Regions from separate parts of the Sus scrofa genome. Here region 1 is linked to region 2. A link is a contact called in public promoter capture Hi-C data. All regions are on one chromosome and are shown on one strand. Each heading gives the region's core, a stretch centred on a gene start, on an enhancer-like site or on the middle of the called end of the contact. The rest is flanking DNA. Distances are from core to core; before and after follow the strand shown.

The links. Promoter capture Hi-C pulls out the DNA fragments that hold promoters and counts their contacts.
Region 1: a promoter capture Hi-C map of liver shows a contact between it and region 2, with 4 times the contacts expected there. The contact joins the enhancer-like site here to the promoter of PKP2 in region 2. A contact is called at or near these places in 1 of 5 promoter capture datasets (liver) and 6 of 47 Hi-C or Micro-C datasets (embryonic fibroblasts, fetal heart ventricle, heart right ventricle and 2 more).

The regions. Positions count from the first base shown.
Region 1 is chr5:41,483,791-41,487,355 of Sscrofa11.1, reverse strand. All of the region lies in intron 6 of PKP2 (plakophilin-2), which reads right to left. Among named protein-coding and RNA genes, the nearest start is that of PKP2, 61 kb to the right of the region's middle. Within about 2 kb of position 2,040, at least 8 of the 83 cell types and tissues checked have an H3K27ac peak or open chromatin away from gene starts, as enhancers often do. A contact at or near this core is called in liver, where this site is marked.
Region 2 is chr5:41,423,008-41,426,080 of Sscrofa11.1, reverse strand. PKP2 (plakophilin-2) reads right to left here and starts at 1,394. Exons shown (of 13, transcript XM_003126396.5): 1 at 949-1,394. The coding sequence starts at 1,171. It overlaps LOC106507506 (a long non-coding RNA gene), which reads left to right and starts at 1,552. Exons shown (of 3, transcript XR_002344052.1): 1 at 1,552-1,661.

The DNA.
Region 1 (3,565 bases), core at 791-3,290, 61 kb before region 2:
AATAGAGGTCACTAATCAAAAGGAGTTTGTTACTGTATCACTCTGAAAATAACCACTAATTTTTAGAAAATGATACTTCCATCTTAAATACTTTTCAACCACTAATACTTGAGTTTGTGGGAATCAGAGAATTAACATGACTAATCTTAAGCAGAACTGATCCTTTTCCCTCAGTCCTGAGAAATATTTATCTGTAATGGTTTCCTGTATGCAGCCCAATAGAGGTTTAATATAGAAAATGATCTCAAAACTATACATGAAATATATCAAAACAATTTTCTTGTTGAAAAGAAAAAAGAGAGCATGCAGACCACAATAGTTACTCAATAAAAGTTCATTATCAGAGTTACCAATGACATTGGAAATGTTTAATTTAGTGTCTAGTTTGAATTTGATTAAATGATCTTTATTTCCCTGGTATGATCTAGCAGAAGTCTGAGTACATCTGTGAGTAACTTTTGGGAAATTAAAACTGCATGCTTTGTATACTGAAATTTTAAAATCAGGTCCTTGGGGCCTCAGGAAAAAGTGGATAGAGGAGGGCAAGGACTACTCTAAACATAAAGACAGGACTGTTTGAGGTTCTTCACTTCCACTGGGCCTGAGCAGGAGGATGCCAGCTGGAACTGTGGCTTGTGTTCGATATTCGCAAGAACTTTTCTGGTGATATGACTTTGAAGGTGTGTTAAAAAATAGAATCTGAACCTCTGTATGTCTCCAAACAAAATTTCACATATTTAGGAGGCTTCAGGTGCTTTATCTTAAAGCAAATCAGTGATTCATGACTCTCTGGGACCACTTATCTCATACATTCCTGCGTGTCACAATGAAAAGGAGAAAAGAAAACCAAACATTCTGGACTTTGCTGGAATTAATAAAATTGTCACTGTTAAGATTAATGACAGTGTGACTAAACCTTAAATTTATATGGTAAACTAAAGAATGAACAGTGTCAAATGATAAAAATAACTGCAATTTAGCGTATGTGCTAGACCGTTTGCAGATAATGTTTTCACAAAATTCCTGGAATTAGGATATGCTAGAATCTCATTCAGAATCCTAACCTGTGACTGTTGTTCAAAATCAGAATTACCTGCTTCTAATGGGATTTTAAATGACCCTGCCATAAAAATTTATCTGTGTGTGGCTATGTGCAGGAATACTGTCAAAATACAGCTAGTCTGCCAGCAGTGATAGGAAGTTTGTTACAATATGGAATGCCCAAACTTGGTGTAAGGACAACTGGCCTGGGGAAATGATGAACTAATATGAAATGTTTAAAGTAAAAGACTATAGTTAGTTACCAGGGCATGAGAATGGCAGGTAGTAATAGGGTAGGAGTCAAACTTTTCAAGACATTGTAGCAATAAGTCGATCTAAGAGTTAGGGTTTTTTTGTTTCTTCTTAAATGGGGCTATTTCTACTAACACACTATTTATTAAAGTATAGTTGATTTACAATGTTGTGCCAATTTCTGCTGTACAGTAAAGTGACCCAGTCATACCATATATACATTTCCTCTCTTATATTATCTTCCATCGTGGTCTATCCCAAGAGACTGGATATAGTTCCCTGTACTAACACATAATTTATATGTGCATTATATGTAAGACCTACTGCCTATGGAGCCAGTCTTCAGGGTCTAACCAGCATATTGAGATAGTGATCACCACAATGGTTTTAAAAAAAACTGTGGCTGCATCTTCACGTTTACCAACAATTAATTACAGGCTTCCTAATACTGTGTGTTGTAAATTATACCCTAAGTGGTACCAGTCAATTAAGTGCTGGGTCTGAGTCCATTCTAAGATCCAATAGGCACTTGATAAGACATCGGCCGATAAGGAGGCATCCTTCTTCCTCTTGTTATTCGAGATTTAGGTCTGGGCTTTTGTTGAACTCTCAGCTGACACATATCAAACAGTGGGGCCTTGTCTGTGATTAACCTAGAGAAAGCCAGAGGCACCCTGTGGTTGCACAAAACAAAAGAGGAGCCTCATTTGAACTGGCAGAGGAACAAAAACTCTGTGCCAAAAGAAGGGCTTGTTTGTGACTCTGAAGTCAACATCAGATCCTGCAGGTATCCGCAAATATCAGCCAAAGTCAGCTGTTCATTCTGCAAACAGAAGCAACATTGGGAGTAGAACAAAGCTCACAACCTACACGTCTTATTCCTTCCAGGACAAGGAACATTAACTGAACAGAGATATGTCAGCATCAATTACGGATTAAGACACTAGAAGGTGGAGGAGGAGAAAACCTATCCTTAAAAATCCTTCAGTTCTGCATTCCTACATTTTCAGGTCTTCCAAAAGCATTCTAAAGAGTCAGTTCAGCCAGAGATCCTCTGGTTGATAGGCAAAAGTCATTTCCTCTTGATTTAGGCTGTTCAAGGTAGAGTGCCACACTCCATTTTAAATGAATTATAGACAGCAAACTAATTTAAACAATATGCCCAGGAGCCACTGGAACTTGAGCAGACATTCTTAACAGCTAAAAGAGAAGTTTGAGATGGCAGACCATGATGGATGAAATGCTCAAGACCTAGAGTAGCATAATACTCTGTTAGGTGCTCAGATAGCCTATACCTCCAAGATAGCATACATTTTTAAAAATTTATTTTTTATTGAGGTAGCACTGGTTTATACCAGTATAGAAGTTTCATGTGTACAACTTATACTTCCACTTTTCTACTTCTATATACACTACAGTGTGCTCACCAACAAAATTAGGTTTTCATCCTTCATACAGTTTACCCCCTTTATTCATCTACCCTCCCCCATTGCCTTCCCCTCCGGTAACCACTACTCTGTACTCTGTTATCTACATGCTTGATTTGTTAGGTTTGGTTTGTTCACTTATTTTGGGGTTTTTTTTGTTTTTTGTTTTTTTTTTTTTGTTTTTTTTTTTTTTGGCTACACCCGTGGCATGTGGAATTTCCTAGGCCAGGGGTTAAACCTGAGCCACAGCAGTGACAATACCAAATCTTGAATTGCTAGGCCATCAGGGAACTCCCTGTCTGTTTTTAGTTTTTCAGCTGAACTCATGGCATATGAAAGTTCATGGGCCAGGGATCAAATTCAAGCTGCAGCTGCAACCTATGCCACAGCTGCAGCAACACTGGATCCTTAACCCACTGTGCATGACTGGGGATTGAACCCGTGCCTCAGCAGTGACCCAAGCCACCACAGAGACAACACTGGATCCTTAATCCCCTGTACCATCACAGCAGGAACTCCCTCCTTGTCTGTTTTTTATGAGTGAAATCATATTCCACATATAAGTGAAATCATACAGTTCTCTGTCTGACATTTTACTTAGCATAATACCCTTAAAGTCCATGACAGGCATAAACTTTAACCACAAGATAGCAATAAAGTCATCAGTGGTTTTATCCAAATATATCAACTCATTTAATTTTTTTTGATTATGAATTAAAAAAAATTAATAGTAGTTCCAACTATGATGAAGATAGTATTATTATTTCTTTTTGGAAAAAGACTTTGTCATAAGATATAGCTAATAAAGCACTACCTCCAATTTAAGACATGCACATAACTTTTAA
Region 2 (3,073 bases), core at 145-2,644:
TTAACTTCCCAGAGAAACAGTTCAACACTGCAGGAAATAACAAAAAACCCAATTTAATTGTTCAATTTCTTTCCCCTTCTCTTTTCCACAATAAACTTATAATACTTTTAAAATGAAAAAATAAACACCTAATATAAGGACTACTATTTTTTCAAACTCGTTCACCTCCAAGCTTAATTTTTTTGGAGATACCAGCGCTGTGCTTACAAGTGCGTTGGTAGGGCGCAGCGAGGCGGGAGGGGCTGCTGCTGGCGGGGCCAAAGTCCCCTTTCTTCTCCTCCTCCTCATCCGCGGGGTGGTGTGATTGTTCCCCAGCCCAAAGCCTCCTACCCAATCTTTTCATTTCCTAGATCAACCACTCGCTCCGTACACTGGGTGGAGTGCCCCCAGGTACCTGGGCGAGGCACCACAATCCCAATATACAGCTTGCAGAAAACCAGTACTTTCAGGTTTTCTTTTTAAAAAATATTTATGGGGGTCATAGATCCTTTAAAATTTTAAATAAAAGCTAGAGGCACTTTCTTCCAGAAAAATGAACATACCACATTTCTGCACAGAATTTCAAAGTGTTTACAGACTCTCAGAGCCTACAGATGAAGTCCCCGGGGTGGGGGTGGAGGGCTTAGGGAAGCAGGTTAAGGGAGGGGTGAAAATCTTGGACTGAATTCTTTCCATACATACATATGCATTTAATAGACATAGATGACAAGGGTGAGTAAGAGGTTATTTTTAAAAAAGAAGAATGCTTTCCCCAAGTAAGCTGGTCTGAGTCTGAAGGCGCGACAGGTCGTACAATGGGCTGGCGAGCAACAGGTGGGCAGAACACCAGGTCTCGCACCTTCAGTAAGAAGGGAGTCCAAGCAACTGGGCACTGAGGGTGAGGAAGGAGTAGGGAATGGGTAAAAGGCACGGTGAGAGCGATGCAGAAGGCGGCAGGGCTTTACTCACCGTTGCCCACGAAATTGCGGCCCTTCCGGGCCAGGGTCTGCTGCACCTGCTCCTGGATCCGGAGGCTCTTGACCGCCTGGCCGCTGCGACCGCTGCTTCCTGCCAGCTTCAGCTTGGCCTCAGAGGGCAGGGCCAGGCTGGAGCTGTCCAGCTGCCCCAGGATCTGCTGGCCCAGGACCGTCCGGATGTAGCCGCACTCAGCCGGGGAGCCAGGGGCTGCCATGGGGCTGGAGAGGGCGACCGAGCCGCTCGCCTGCTGGAGACCTGCAGGGGAAGCTGCTGCGGAGTCCCGGGCACTGGGCGCGAACCCCGCCCCGCCGGCCCAATCCCGCCGGCCCAACCCCACCGTCCCAGCCCCTCCTCCGGCCCCGCCTCCCCGCCGGTGAGAGGCCAGAGCTCCCGGGAGCGCGGCCTGGGGCGCCAGGCGCCCGGCCTTCACCCGGGAACTGGGCGCGGCTCCAACCGGGCAGGCGCACTCGGCTGGGGAGTGGGGGGCAGGCCGGCCGCGCGCGCCGACACCTGGCGAGATGAACTCACCGCAGGGAAGCGGGAGAGGGCTCAGTCCGCCCCTGGTCGTGCACACTCTCCAGGTCACCTTGGATCCTGCGGGTCCGGCCTGCTACTACTGGCTCTCAATGCCTTGCCGGGCCTCGGCCCTGCCCTACGAATCCTTGTAATTTCCGCTGGATGGACGAAGGACGACCTCCAGGCAGGTGCGCCCTGGAGTCACTTCTGCTCTCGGGCCGAGGTTTGCCTCTGGGATCCCCGAGTGAGTAGTCTGTCTGGTTTGTCAGGCTGTCAGACTGTTCGAAATGTTTCATGGACCTGAGGTGGGAAAGGGCTGTTTGATCAGGCGGACAAGACAGTAGGAGGAAATATGACAAAAAGATGACATGTGTAAAATAAAAACTTTTTAAAATAGGGTTTTTATCCCCCTTAGCACAATTTCGGGGACCGTGTCTTTTTTGCACAGATGCACTCCTAGAAACATATGTTATTCCTCATTGAGAGTTTCGGTATTCTCTTGCATATACACAAATTGTACCCAGCACACTCTCTTTCTCACCCACTCCTCTCTTAGGATCACACCCACATAGAGAAACTCCAATAAGAGGTGCTGGGAAAGAGCACACTTTCAGTAGGTGATACTTTAACAGTCCTTCTAGAGTTGATTAAGCCCTCTTTATGGTAGGCTCTGTGTAGGGGTCCTGCTGGTGGAGCTCTTTCAGTCTTATCTTCCATAAGGTATACTTACCTTGCTATTTAAACGTTTCACATTTAGTTGACTGCTGAGAGCTATGCTCAACAGAAAGAGTCCTTAACCTTAAGGTTTACAACCTAAGCCACTGGTCCTTCTTCCCCGCTTTGGACCTGAGAGGCAGAAAGAAAAACATCTATCCCCAGTATTAAGTAAGATAGCCTTCCCTTTGATTGCTTCGGGTTGTATGTCCACTTTCCTTCAAATCACTCGGTATTTACGGAACCCCATTTATTCAAGTTCGACGTGGCTGGGGAACACAACTCCCCCATTCCCCGTTTTCCTGTGACATACCCTTCTATCTTTACACACACGCTTACTACACAGGTATAAGGCCTTACAGGGAATGAAGAGGCAATCAAGGGGCCAAAAGCCTGGACAACTGGAGTGGTGATAGTTCTGTCACTCTCTCTTGGCTGGCCACATGGCTTAAGTGAAGCCATGTGGATGGTGGTTCTTGGAAGCAATTCCTCCTATCACAGCAGGACCAGTCTTGAGGTAGATTATTCCTTGTAAAGAACTCAATTATATAGCCAGATGTAAAAACTCAAACGTGGTGCTGAGAGTCAATTGAAAAGAGAGATGAGGAGTTCCCGTCGTGGCGCAGTGGTTAACGAATCCGACTAGGAACCATGAGGTTGCGGGTTCGGTCCCTGGCCTTGCTCAGTGGGTTAACGATCTGGTGTTGCCCTGAGCTGTGGTGTAGGTTGCAGACGCGGCTCGGATCCCGAGTTGCTGTGGCTCTGGCGTAGGCCGGTGGCTACAGCTCCGATTCAACCCCTAGCCTGGGAACCTCCATATGCCGCGGGAGCGGCCCAAGAAATAGCAACAACAACAACAAAAAAGACAAAAGACCAAAAAAAAAAA